Regions from separate parts of the Mus musculus genome. Here region 1 is linked to region 2. Evidence: chromatin contacts called from public Hi-C data. All regions are on one chromosome and are shown on one strand. Each heading gives the region's core, a stretch centred on a gene start, on an enhancer-like site or on the middle of the called end of the contact. The rest is flanking DNA. Distances are from core to core; before and after follow the strand shown.

The links. A called contact is a pair of places that touch in the nucleus more often than the background predicts.
Region 1: a contact with region 2 is called in a Hi-C map of stem cell-derived neural stem cells, with 3 times the contacts expected there. The contact joins two enhancer-like sites. A contact is called at or near these places in 1 of 39 promoter capture datasets (neural stem cells), 2 of 15 datasets of contacts at CTCF or cohesin (large pre-B cells and pro-B cells), 25 of 484 Hi-C or Micro-C datasets (the C10 cell line, the G1E-ER4 cell line, the HL-1 cell line and 17 more), 4 of 115 datasets of contacts at active chromatin or transcription factors (T-cell acute lymphoblastic leukemia, astrocytes, double positive thymocytes and 1 more) and 1 of 9 other capture datasets (embryonic stem cells).

Annotation. Positions count from the first base shown.
Region 1 is chr15:96,391,294-96,398,641 of GRCm38.p6, reverse strand. It overlaps Arid2 (AT rich interactive domain 2 (ARID, RFX-like)), which reads right to left. Exons shown (of 21, transcript NM_175251.4): 19 at 6,164-6,287; 20 at 5,978-6,069. Among named protein-coding and RNA genes, the nearest start is that of Gm41408, 57 kb to the left of the region's middle. Within about 2 kb of position 1,836, at least 13 of the 459 cell types and tissues checked have an H3K27ac peak or open chromatin away from gene starts, as enhancers often do. A contact at or near this core is called in neural stem cells and stem cell-derived neural stem cells, where this site is marked.
Region 2 is chr15:95,758,124-95,765,049 of GRCm38.p6, reverse strand. No RefSeq gene overlaps it. Among named protein-coding and RNA genes, the nearest start is that of Gm6961, 10 kb to the right of the region's middle. Within about 2 kb of position 1,944, at least 12 of the 459 cell types and tissues checked have an H3K27ac peak or open chromatin away from gene starts, as enhancers often do. A contact at or near this core is called in neural stem cells and stem cell-derived neural stem cells, where this site is marked.

The DNA of each region.
Region 1 (7,348 bases), core at 587-3,086, 630 kb before region 2:
TTGCCTCTGCTTCTGATGCTGCAGACCAGGAATCGCTGTTAAGTCCAATGACAGGCAGCCTTTGCCTCGTGCTTTCTGACTGGTTAGTAGTTTTAGCTCATTTATGCTAAAACTCATTGATCTATTTTGAGCTAAGATATATACGGCAATAGCAGCTGTTCAGTTTCTTTCACAGATACAAGTCTCGTTTTCCCAACATCATTTGCTGGAGAGACAGCCAGAGACCGAGAGAGCGGCTGGCTCCCTTACTGAAGATCCCTCAGCCGTGTGAGGCGGACTCTGGGGTCTCTCTTCAGCTCTATTTAGACAAGTCAGTAGGTATGTGGCTCACATCTAGAGAGTGTGGGGGACCCGATGCTCTTTTCTGACCTCCACAGGCTCCAGGCATATAAATGGTTATAAAATATAACAAAAAACTTTTTAAAATGTTTAAAAAGCACTATTGGATTTTCAAATAAGAGCCAAGTATATAGTTAGCAAAAGGAGACAAACCTTGAGACAAAACAACCCCCCTCACATAAACCCTAGCACCTCCCATCGCGCAGGGAACAATGTGTAGGGTTAGCGTAACCTCATGTTGTACAAACAGAAATGTGCTAGGATTGTTCCGCTGCCAATCGGATTCCTTGCTTTCTCCTTCACATGCAGGCCTCTCCCAGATGCTCAGTGCTCTCACACAGCACCGGAGGGACACACCTGTCTCACCAGGCATCCTAGGCTGACTTCAAAGTTGCAATCCCTGTGATGTACTCTATAGTCCTGCCTGACGGTGGCTGACCCTTTTAGGTCCAACTACCCTAAGCGTTCTCACAACATGAAGTTAACCATAGCGCAAATACAGCAGACAACCTCTGGCTCAGTGCTTCATGGTCAGAGAAACAGGCTTCGTCATCTGAGCCCAAACACAAACTTAGGATGTTAAGAACAGCTCTAAGGAAAAGTTATTTGGTTTTTCAAATTCTCTGAACAAATTCCAATTAGATCTGTAGGAGAAAAGGAACTTGCCAGTCTCCTCTCTGTCTGTCTGTCACACACTCACTGGGTGACTCTCACTTTCACATGTATGTCTGGTGCCGAAATGCAACCATTTAAATAAATACCCAATCTCTCTCTTCAAAGAACTCCACAAGCAGTCGAGGGGCAGTGTTCTCTGGAGCCGATTAGGGCATGAGGAAGACAACAGGAATGAGCATGGTAACCCTGGATGCACAATTCTAGCCTGCATTTGGGGAGCACTCTAGTGTTCATGCTGGGACTGTACAGTCTGAACATGGCTTAGCAGAGAAAAAGACTGTAAAACTGTTTACAGAACAGACAGCTGAGAGAAAGAACAACAACAAACTTAGCAGGAATAGAAAACGCCTCAAGGGGCAGGACATAGGGCTGGGGATCGGGCTTAGTGGGGAAGGACACTGGCTGCTCTTCCAGGCGACCTGGGTTTAATTTCCAGCACTCACATGGAAGTTCACAACCATTCTAACTCTAGTTCCAGGGGATCCAGCGCCCTCTTTTGGCTTCCGTAGGCACTGTACACACATGATGCACAGATATTCCTGTGGCAAAACTCCTACACACAAAAGAAAACATAAAGAAAAGGTGAGGAAGAGGAAAAGGAGAGAAGAAAGAGAAAAGAAAGAAGAAAGGCTAGAGAAAGCAGTGCTCATCTGAGCAGAACCAGAGACAAAGAAACTCAGAAGGATATACTGCCAGGAAGGACAGCAGAACCCTGGAACAAAAGTTCCAAGGTGAAGATGAAAGAGTCTAATGTGAATAGGAAGTGACATGCGCTTTTCTGTGGTGCAGAGCAGGCTACGGTGCACAAAGGAGGCTGCGGAAGGAGGAGGAGCATGCTGTGATGTACACAAGACACTAGTTTGCTGGGGCCTCTTCTAGCCTAGCATGTGTTTGGATATGGGATCAGTCTCTAGCACCAAACCAACACACCCCCAACACAAAACCAATAACTTTGTACTTTCCATGTTGCACATTAACAAAAAATTATTCCTGAGACACTTGTCTTCCTGGGTCTGTTATCACATTCAATATACTTTCTAGTCCCATCCACTGATGTGCTAGTTCCAGTTTTGTCTTGTTTTGTTTTGAACATGTTAATAGGTAGCATCCACAGTGAAGATCACATTCGCTTCCGCTTGCCAGCTGATGACATTCAGGCTGTTTCCCTTTGTTTCCCTATTGTGAGCAGAGCAGCCGTGACAAGGCAGAGCAAGAGAGCAAGCGGCCTTTGGGCAGATGCCCAAGGGTGGTAGAGCTGGACAATACGATCCATTTATTTTTAGCTTTTTTAATTTTCCACACTTGTTTCCAGAGGGCCTTAGCAGTTTTCAGTCCCACCAACAGAGAAGCCGTGAAGAAGGCTCCCTCACTCAGATCCTCTCCGGCATTTCTTGTCTGTTGTTTTGTTTGATGTTTGCCATTCTGACTGGGGTAGGATGAAACCTCAAAATTATTTGATTTGCTTTTCTCTGATAGGGCAATCAACATTTTTATGAGATTTATTTAGTCATTACTTTTTACTCTTTTGAGAAATCTATGCAGATCTACAGCTCACTTTTTGAATGGGTCGTTTGTTTAGTGACTTTGTAATTTTATTTTTTGGTTCTTTATGGATTCTGAGTGGACAGCTGGAAGGTCTTCCCCGTTCCGTGTCTCCTCTTCACTGGACTGCTTGTTTCTTTAGCCACAGAGGGTTTCTCAGTGCTGTGAAGCCCTCGTCGGCGCTGGCTGCCGGCCCTGAGCCGTCTCCACACTGCACCTTGGAGGTTAGTGTGCATGCTTTACTCTAGCGCGTACTCTCGTCCACTTGGAGTCAGATTTTGTGTACAGAGACGGATACAGGTCCATTCTCACTCTTTGGCCTGGGACACTGGGACACTCAAGTCTCCCTGCCGCCATTTGCTACACATCTCTTTTCTCCAGTGTCTTTTGGCTTCTCTGTAGTCCCACCCACTCATGCTCAGATCTTTTGCTTTCATAATCTACACGTATGACTTGGTGCCATTACTATACACTGCTTCTGGCTTTATTGTTATGGCTCTGCAATACATCCTGAAATCTGAAATTATAATCCCTCAGCACTGTTCTTTTGGCTCAGGTTTCTTGGGCTATCCAGGGTGTTTTGTGATTCCATATTAATTTTTGGATAGTTTTTTTTTTTCCCTATTTTTGTGAAAAATGACATGAGGATTTTTGATTGGACTTGAAGATCTGAACTGGATCTGACCCAAAAGTCTCCTCCCTGAGGACTAGCTTCCATAGCACTAGAAGGTGCTGTGCCAGGTTACAAGAGCGGGAAGCAACCAACAGTGCTACACGGTGGTAATGCCTACGAGCCACAGCAGTGACCTGCATGGCAAGGTATTCCTGTGGGCACAGCAGAGGCAAACAGAGGCACATAACTTGGCAAGAACCAACAGCTCTCTAATGAGTCTTAAGGCCTACTCAAGAGAAGGACAGCATACCTGGCGCTGGAAACGTCACAAGTTCCCTGGGGTTAGAACGGTCACAGATCTTAGAAGAGAGGCTACTCCTGAAACTTTAACAAATCATAGTGCTTTCTAACTGCTAAATGCTAAATACTTATGCTTAACCCACACGTAACTGTAGCTCTAGTTTCTCATCCAAAAAACTTACCTTTGCAACAGATGGTAATCAACCCCAGAGAACCACAGGTAGTCCGAATGTAGGAGAAAAAGTAACCATGCGTCACCCCGCCCCAACAGATACACACAGACAACACACTTCTGCAGCTAAGGCTCAGAAACACGGAAGTCGCCAGAGATATTTTAAGAGCCAGGAAATTTGCTATGAAATTGTGTCTGAGAAATGACAGGGAAACTATATCCATGAATATCCACAATATCCACAGCTGCCTAAATAAGACCTGAACAAGCACAATACCAATAGGCATGCTAATCCGGTAGGGAGCCTTACCAACAAAGAACTATAGCCAATTTCAGAGCTTGCTGAGAGAAGAAAACAAGCCTTCCCTGGGGGTGAACCTCTTAACTGGTTAACTAATGCCAAGTCAACAACAGTCCTGAAATCATGTCTCCACAAGAACGAGTGTGTGTGTGTGTGTGTGTGTGTGTGTGTGTGTGTGTGTGTTTGGTCCCCCTCTCCCCTCATCCCTACAGCGTGGACACGACTGGCCTCTACTTCTCTACTCTCTCCCTCTCTCTGCCGTTTTCTGCCTCTCCTTCCCTCTTAACTCCCGCTCAGATGCTCGGAATAAACTCTATTCTATGCTATACCGTTGTGTGCTGGTCCCTCAGGGGGAAGGGATGCCTTGTCTTGGGCCCATTGTGGCATCCCCTGCCCCCACACCTCACCACACCCAAATAGAACATATTCTTATATTTGTTTATCTTTTTATAGTCACAATACAATGAGCGTGTGAGGAAACAAGGCTGGTGAAGACATGGAAGGAGCTGGAGTAGGAAATGGAAGGGTGAAATGACGCAGTTGTATGTTAATGGGATTTCAAAGTAACATCACTTGCAAAAGTCTAAACACTGATATAGTGAAATTACCTCCCTTTGTAATTAATTCCAGTTTTTATGCTTTGAAAAATCGACTTGAATCATTGTAATACCTAAAACAACGTGAGTGGGTAGAGCTGGAAGGCTATGGACGAGATGGGCCTGTGAAGTAAGAGGCGCTTACAGGCAGCTTAGCTGAGGATGCGGGAAGAGTAAACAGGAGATGGGCTGAAGGGAGACCCTAGGTTAGTGGCTCTTAGCCTGGGGGTTGTGACCCCCACTTGTCTATCTCCAAAACTATTTACATTAAGATTCGTAACAGTTTGGAGCTAAGATGAAAGGAGGGACCATCCCCACCCTGGGATCCATCCCATAATCAGCTGCCAAACGTAGACATTATTGCACATGCCAGTAAGGTTTTGCTGAAAGGACCCTGATATAGCTGTCTCGTGTGAGGCGATGCCAGTGCCTGGCAAATACAAAAGTGGATGCTCACAGTCATCTATTGGATGGAACACAGGGCCCCCAATGGAGGAGCTAGAGAAAGTACCCAAGGAGCTGAAGGAGTCTGCAACCCTATAGGTGGAACAACAATATGAACTAACCAGTGCCCCCAGGAGCTCGTGTCTCTAGCTACATATGTAGCAGAAGATGGCCTAGTCGGCCATCACTGGGAAGAAAGGACCCTAGGTCTTGCAAACTTTATATGCCCCAGTACAGGGGAATGCCAGGGCCAAGAAGTGGGAGTGGGTGGGTAGGGGAAGAGGGTGTGGATGGGTATGTAGGGGACTTTCGGGATAGCATTTGAAATGTAAATGAAGAAAATATCTAATAAAAAATTGGAAGAAAAAAAAGATTAATAACAGTAGCAAAATTCCAGCTGTGAAGCAGCAATGAACATAATTTTATGGTGCGGGTCACCATGACCTAGGAGCTGCATCAAGGGCCGCAGTGTTAAGGGAGGCTGAGAGCCACTACTGCAGAGGACAGAGTCTGAAGGATGAAGAGTCATTCCTTACTTTCCAAATACATTTACAGATTGCACTTTTTTCTAAGTCCACTAGAGGGAAATTATAAAACATCGAAAGTATTACAATGATACCTAATATTCATAGCTCTGACAAGCTTATATCAAACACCAAATGTCAAAGGGAACTGGATTGATTCTGCATGATGCAAAGGACCAATTCCATCTTATGTTTCTTCAGAAGAAGAACTTTTTCCCCCAGTAAATGCTAAGGCCAGGAAGAAAAATGTCAATAAAACAAGTTTAAGGCTTGTTTTCTGTTTTTTTTTTTTTTTTTTTTTTTTTTTTTAAACTGTTTTGGCTTTGAAGAGATCATGATGTCCTGGCCTTAGCATAAGATTTGGACACATTCACAACTCAATCAGGAAAAACAGCAAAAAGAGACAGGCAATGCTACTCACTCACGGATGGCGGCAGCCAGTTTGCTGTGGTTACAGAGACCGTTACTCACCTGCGCCCACACTCTGAGTATTTACCAATATTTTTTAATATTAAGGCAGCTGTTAGTCGGATGTGTTTAGTTATTGGTCCCTCTTTTTCATCCTTAAAAAGAATGGAGAACATAAAAAAAAAGAATAAAGATCTAACTCACAGAGGACCACCCCCTCCATGGACAAGGTTTGGAAGGGGCACTCACTGTGAAGTCCCGGAAGACGAGGTTCCTTGAGCCTCTCCGCAGAGCCATGAGTGCAGCACTGGGGTGGCTTGCAATGGCCTTCTGGGCTCTGGGCGCAGAGCCTGTGCCCCCCACGGTGGGCTGCCTAAGTGATCAGATGGACACGGTTAGATGCACAGAGAGACAACTGTGCCCACCCAGCCCACACATGCCTACGCTGTGTTAGGGCTGTATTTTCCAGTCGATCCCTTTTCTTTCAGACAGGGTCTTAGCTATGGAGCTCAGGCAGGCCTTGATCTGTCCACCCTACTGCCTGCTGGTATTACAGGACACAGTGCTGCACACCGCTCAGTCTGTCCGTTTCAGAGCAAACAACAAACAGATTGCCCTGCATGGTCCATCTCTGTTACTATGTGAGCTAACTGCAGCATAGCATGGCAGCAGAGGTGGAGAGTTCTCATCGTCTTTGACAGTGATGTGAAGAAGCAAAGAGCCTGCAATTTCAGATCAGGAAGAAAACTGCCCTGGGAATCAGAACCTCGGCTAAGGGCAACAATCACAGAGCTCTCCTCAACAATGTTCCCTTCGGCCCATCACTGCGACACAAAGGAGTCCTAAGAAGAAGCTCTTGTGCTCATGGAAGACACAGGATGCGCCTACACAGATAATCCAGCACAGAGCCCCAGTCTCTGGCCATGGTGACAGGCTGCATGGCCTGCTGCGCTGGAAGGCAGCGGTGGACACCGCACTGGTGGGCACGTTCTAACAAACTGGGTTTCTTCTGAAGGCACACAGATGATATATATATATGCATGTGAACTAGGGATATTTCTGATTTTTTTTTAGATATAAATTTTGGATATTAAAAATATAATATAGAGATAATGTTCATATGTAATCCAGGATGTATGTATGTATATGCTTATAGATACGTGTTTATAGTCTCTTTGCCATTACCAAATAGATGAAATCCACTCCTACAAAAAGACCTTAGTACACTTCTGATTTATGTCGCTTTCCCTCTTATATTATTTGTCTGCCTAATGACTTGTCTCCAAAGTTAGGGACCTATGGACCACACAGGACAGCTGCTATGGAGAGAACTTATGTAGTTTAAGCACAATCACATAGCTTGGTAGTATGAGCTGGGTTAGAATACAGGTTTTAGCTTTCCCATACTATTTCTTGTTTGTCTTGTGTCTCCCT
Region 2 (6,926 bases), core at 695-3,194:
TTCACAACATTGAAAAAAAGTACATTTACTTATTTATTTAGGCGGGGGCTGGGTCATCTTCAGAGTGTGGGATCTGAGGTCAGCTTTTGGGGGTCAGTTCTCTCCTTCTACCGTTAGGGACCTGGGGGTTGAACTCAGGTTGTCAGGCTGGGACTTGAACCCTTTACCCACTGAGCCATCTCATGAGCCCCCTTTCACAACATCTGCCTGTCCTTTAGAGTCAGGGTTTCCTTAGTTACTCAAATAATATGGTGAGAATAATATTCACACAGCATGCCCCCACACATGCAGAATTGCACAGTGGACTTTGCTAATGATGCCACATATGTCCCCAAGGCTTCCTTTATGGGACCCCCTTTCTTTGTCTCCTCTCCCCTCCTTCTGTTCCTTGTTCATCTGTCATCTGGTTTCGTCCCTCCCCACCTCCCTTTTCTCTCTCCTCTCCTCTCCCTCCTCCTCTTTTCCATTCAGTCTTCTCCTCTGCAGTCTGTGCTCTGTCCTTTCTCTTATTCTTCTCTCTGAGTAACAGTTGTCGATGTATCAACAGATTGTTTACATTGGAAGGCCATCAACAGGTTGTCTACATTGGAAGGCCATGGCCCTAGTTTGAAAACAGGTCAACCAGGAACAGATATTAATTTACTTTGTGCTTACAGAATACACGAGCACTGATGTCTAAAGTTTCATTTTAACACCGTGATGTGCCACAATGACAATAATAATGATGTTGGGGCTAAATGATGTCATGGGTCACTTGTCTGGGTCTGGTGACAGCACTTGGGAGTCAGAGGCAAGAGAATCTTTGTGATATCAAGGCTAGCCTGGTTTATATAGTGACTTTCAGGCTAGCCAGGGCTACATAATGATGTTCTATCTCAAAGAGAGAGAGAGAGAGAGAGAGAGAGAGAGAGAGAGAGAGAGATTGGGGGGGGGAGTGTGCAGGTGATCAGATTTGCCAAGCTGATTGGGCAAATCAGTATCATGATCAGCACTCAGACATTATAACTCTGGAGTCAGTGTGTACCACGAAGCCGTGCCCAGGAGCAACCATTAAAAATAAATATTCTAGTTCTCTTTAAAACCCACTGAACAGCTCTTATGGATGAAATTAATGTTGCAAGATAGTATTATGCCACAGGAGAGGAGAAGGGTCTTTAACGTCCTGTCTCCAAATGTTCTGCTATCACCAATAAGACAGGACCTGTAGGATGCTTTTAAAGAATCATCGTCCAGCATCCTTCTGATTGGTTATTTATTTATTTATTATTTATTATTATTAGTTTTTTACTTCAGTCTGCCTAAATGCTCTGAACAGAGACACACCTGCTATGATCCTGGAGACAGCAACATCTAATGAGTCAGCAGAACGGAATTTGACTGCCTATGTCTTGACCCAGTAGCCAACCACACCCGACACACCCCCTGACTATCCAAGCCGGAGTAAGGAGGGATTTGAGTGCTAACTTCCCCTACACCATTTACGCAGGGCTCCCGCTCTCCCAATCAGTGCACTTGAAATAAGCCACTGTACCTTGGGATGAAGAGTCTGCAGGACTCCAAGTCATTCAAAAACAGAGTCTTATGAATAAATATAAGAGAGAGAGAGAGAGAGAGAGAGAGAGAGAGAGAGAGAGAGAGAGAGAGAGAGAGAGAGGAGGGAGGGAGGGAGGGAGAGAGAGAGAGGGGGGGAGAGAGAGAGGGGGAGAGAGAGAGAGGGAGAGGGGGAGAGAGAGAGAGGGAGAGGGAGAGGGAGGGAGAGGGAGAGGGAGAGGGAGGGAGAGAGAGAGAGAGAGAGAGAGAGAGAGAGAGAGAGAGAGAGAGAGAGAGAGAGAGAAAGAGAGAGAGAGAGAGAGACCTGATTAGGATGAGCAAACAGACCTAGGGAGTTCAGATAACCACGGAGACTCAGCTGAGCTGGACCAAAGCTAACCTCTTGATTCCCGGCTCTGGGCTGCCCCCTTGTGGTCAGCCTTGAACAGCGCTGGTTAAACTGACCACCCCTGACAATGTCCTCTCTTTCATTTCTACCCTAGAAGGAATAAAATGACAAACTGATTTACAAAACAACTAGCAGTCGAGTCTCCATCAGGTCGTCGTCTGCTTTCTATTCTAGTGCTTCTAAACACTGTGAACACGCCTAGCCTTATAAACGCTGTGAACACACCTAGCCATGGTCACATCGCATGTATCTATTTAGTCTGTGCAAGTTGGGGGGAAAAGTACAAGATTGTCTACCTACAGTGACACACTGGTTTTAGGGGTACCACAGAACCACAAAATTCTGCCTTTGTAGATTATCTTGCTTATGCCTCTCACTAACTTCCCTGCTTGTGAGAAAGCACGAAAATTGACATTAAAATTCTGCCGCGTGAAGCTGCTGTCTCTCTTTGGCAACGACTCTCAACCTTCCTAACACTGCAACCCTTTGATAGAGTCCCTCATGTTGTGGTGACCTCCAGCCATAAAAGTATCCTGTGGCTCTTTCATGCCTGTAATTTTGCTACTGTTATGTGTCATAATGTATATATCTGGTATGCAGAGAGTCTTAGGCAACACCTGTGAAAGGGTCGTTCAACCCCAAAAGGGATCGCGACCCACAGGTTGAGAACCAGTGCTTTAGAGCCTTGCAAAGACACGCACTGTACTGAAATTCGTTCTTCTCATTTTCCCCTGACGTGCTCCTCAAAAGGACGCAAGGTTCACGTGATGTCAAGCGGCTTTGCTATTCTTGGTCTGAAGTTTCAGAGATTAATGTCCAATATTTCATACACATAGGCACATATATGCACACATGCATAGAAAATTGTCCCCTAATTACTATGTTTTACTAATTTTTATAAGGTATGAAAAAGGGGGGGCAAGCATTTGACTAAAGCAACTTCCATACCATAGCTGCCTTTATCTTTGTGAGATGCATACAAGACCTACAGATGTTGCCTGAAGTGTAGAGATGACCAAATCCTATGTGTACTATACATGTCCTACATAAGAATGTGTACCTCTGATAATCTTTAATTTACAAATTAAACACAGTAACTAACTAGCAACAGCGAATAACAAATCAGAGCCATATAAGGATACAATATCATCACAGCTGTGTGAGTAATGCCACATCTTTCTGTAAGTATCTTCCATGATAAACTCATCCCTCCTATAACTGAAATTGTGAGAGGCCCACCCACACATAAGGTGGGCTACCACATCCCAGTTCAGGGCAAAAGTCAAAGCAACCTTAGAAACCATTCTTCTAAATCCGCAAGCCAAGAGCATAAGGTGAGCAGTCTGTTTTTAACTTTACAAAAGGAGGTGGGAGGTTCCGGTCCCTGAACTTGATGGAACCTGAGCGTGGGTTAACCTTCAAGGGACACTTGCTGCTGCAGTTCTGGAAAGGCCAGCTCTGGACTGTAGTCTGCACGGGCTCAGGGTCGACTGTTCCCACAACAGGTGGAGCAGATGGCGACTTCTCCTGGACTCATCCCAAGTTGGGCTTTGCATTTTTTTTTCAAGAGAAAAATCAAATGCTTTGATGAATGTATCCTTCTTCCCTGATGCTAGAAGGGTTTAGTTCTGGCTTCCTTTCCAATGGTCTGGTGGAGAGGATGGCGAATTTTTATGAATTTTTTTTGCTGTTTTCAGGCTGGAAAAGAAAGAATAGATAGAGCTTCTGTGGGATTGACTTGGAACCATTGAGATATATGCATACTTTTGTGGTCTTATTTCCTTCCTTCCTTCCTTCCTTCCTTCCTTCCTTCCTTCCTTCCTTCCTTCCTTCCTTCCCTCCCTCCCTCCCTCCCTCCCTCCCTCCCTCCCTCCCTCCTTCCTTCCTTCCTCCCTCCCTCCCACTGAAACATGACCTCTCTACGAAATCAGAGATGCGACTTTCTTTGCTAACTGATGTTGAAGGTATATAATGAGAGTACTCCTGTTTACCATGACAGGAAACATCATATGCTTTCACATGGTCAAAACCATGCAGGAAGTGCTACTGGAAGTGTTTCGAAGGGACAGATGAAGTGTGGCAGTTAGGGTCCCTGATTGTGAGTCGAAACAGTGACTTATACTACTTCAAATACCTGAATGGCGCTGTTAATGCCAGAAACAAAGGCAACCATCTGTATTCCATTTTTATTACTTGTAACTAATTGAAGGGATGATCTCCCCCCGCCCCAAAGTCTCCTTACAGGCAGAATAACACCTGGTGGCGTTCATGAGATGCTAGCATAGTTAAGACTACGTCCCTGAGGTTCATAGAGTGCTCCCAAAGTGCTTTCTGGAGTAAGACAATCACCATCTCGAGTCCTTCTGTTTTTAAATGACTTGAGCCATTAGGCACGCTTTCTCACGCCAAGGTGGACTCTCTCTGTAAACACCATCCCTTCCCCTCTACTGTGAAGCATTAAACCTAAGAGCTGTCCCTCATTGGTGTTAGACCCAGCAGGTATGGACAGTCCAGGCCACTCTTGGGTTCTGGCATCTCCCCCTCTCCCGGGTCACCTCGCTCACAGGGTAACACCCTGGTTCTCATCCATCCTGCCAACTGTGCTGGTCTGCTGCCTGGACGCTTCTAACATTTTACACCATCATCAAATGCCCATTCTCTGTGCTCGTGTAGGTTTGATCTCTTAAAGCAAGTCTTTCCTTCTTACCCTACCATCTTCATCTTTTGTTTTTCAATGAAAAAATTATTCTATTCTTTATTTTCTTCCCCTTTTCCCTCCAGACCTCATGACCTGGTATCTGTCTTCATGGTCTGCTGACATGGTCTGTGATGGTGTCACTGTGGACCATGAAGGTGAGTTGACAAGAGGCTCTGAGAGTAGACACGAGGGTCAATAGGTGCAGATCAGCTTTCAATTCACACCTCTGGCTGCTGTGTGGTCCTGGTGATGTGTTTACATTTTCTCAGTGTTGGATTCCTCCTTGGCGACAGGAATTATTGTGAAGGCTAGATAAGGACACAGTTTGAAGTCTGGCCTTTACTGACATGTGGTAATTGTTACTAATATGATGCAATTTGATGCTTTGATACCCATGTGTGGCGGAGAGTAACGAGTCAGGCTGATTAGCAGTCCCTCATCTCAAATATTTATCAGCTTACGGTATTTTTGACTATCCCCTCTTTTAACCATTTTGAAATATACAGTATGTTATTAATCATAGTCACCTTGCTATGCAATAGAGCTGACTGCGCCATTGAACCAGTGTCTCATGGTAATCAATGCATTATTTGCTATCGCCCACAGCTATTGTGTTAGTCTATTTGTGCTTCTATAACAAAATAACCAAGGCTGAATAATTTATAAACAACAACTGTGTTTATAATATTATTTTCTCCTGGTTTTCTCCCATCCCTTTGAACATTTCTTCTGCACTTTCTCCTGGTCTATAGCTAAAATGCTCTGTTTGGTCACTCTGTATGCACATGTTATTTAAGATTAGATTTAGCAGTGAGAAGTTCCAAGCCTCCCCAAACAATGACGTCAACAAGAAAAAGAATAATTTTCTTCTCAACGTCTGGATGTGGAGAGATCGGTGCTAAGGTGACAACTGTTCACAGAGTTCCTGAAGCTCCTCCTAGTGTGGTCCTTGCTCTGTTCAGCATCCATCTCCAAGGTCACCTGTGCCTTAAGCTCAGTCCTTCAGGTCTGAATTCTCACAGGAAGGGTGCAGAGCAAAGGGCAAAAAGGAGTTGACAGCTGCTTTTGATTGGTCTAGACTAACTCGTATGGCCACTCCTGGCTTCCCTAGGCGTGAGACATGCAGGTTGGCTGGGTTAAAAGGTAAGGATCCTACTGAGCAATCAGATCTACTCACCGGCCTCCATACCATGCCAAAACGCTCCTGGGTGTTATCCATTTTACGACACATGGCATTCACACAACTATCTCCAGAAGTGTACCTGAGCTCTCTAGGGATGTCCTAAGCTGGGTAACTTAAGACACAGATGCTGTCTCACAGTTTGGTATGGTATGTATTCTGTACTGTATATATGTTTACATCTGTATGCATTGGTATGCGCATATATTATATATATGCACATATGTTCTTCTTTCGTAGAATTACCCCACAGGAGAGTCTGATAAAGGGCACATGTGATTTTGATCTGGCCCCCTTAGGGCTGTAACGACAATTTCAGCGTGGATTTGAGGCCCATGCTTTCAGTTCAGAGTGTGCTCTGTTGTGGTATCGTCTCATGCGCTTCTCATGTTCTGTGTGTTGTTCTCACTGTCTCAGACATGATACCCATATTTACCGGATTTTTCAGCATAGTTCTACTATCATATAATTTTGTTTTGTTTTGTTTCTTGTTTTTCAGACAGGCTTTCTCTGGGTAGTCCTGGCTGTCCTAGAACTTGCTCTGTAGACCAGGGCAGCCTTGACTTCAGACATCTACCTGCCCCTGCCTCCCATTTACTGGGCTTAAAAAGGAGTGTGCCCCCACCATCTGGCTATAATTCATTTTTTTTAAAAGATGATTGATATCTTAGATTGCTGAAGTATCAGTGGACGCTCACACATTTGTAAGGATTTGATGTGAAAATTACTAATTGGAGAGACCTGTTTTAGACTCTAAGTTCTCATTGGCTGGACCTCTGAAATATGGCCAATAGACTCGATGCTGGTTTTCCGGTTCTCATCCCTTCCTGAATTGTACTAAGCATGAGGGGGTGTTTATGAGAGGCAGCATGCAGAGCCCTGCCTCGTTCTAGGGTAAGTGAGGTAGCTAACTGATGGCACCAGGCTGGTCTGTGTCCTCTCTTTACCTCCTCCCACACCACAGAGCTTTCACTGCGCAGTTAACACAGATGCCAGCAGCATTTCTTCACAGTCCTCACCCTGTAACCTAGATACACACTTTCTCTAGTCTCAGGTTAACAAGAAAACAAGCAAAAAGTATTACCCAAGGATATGTTGGTATTACCCCA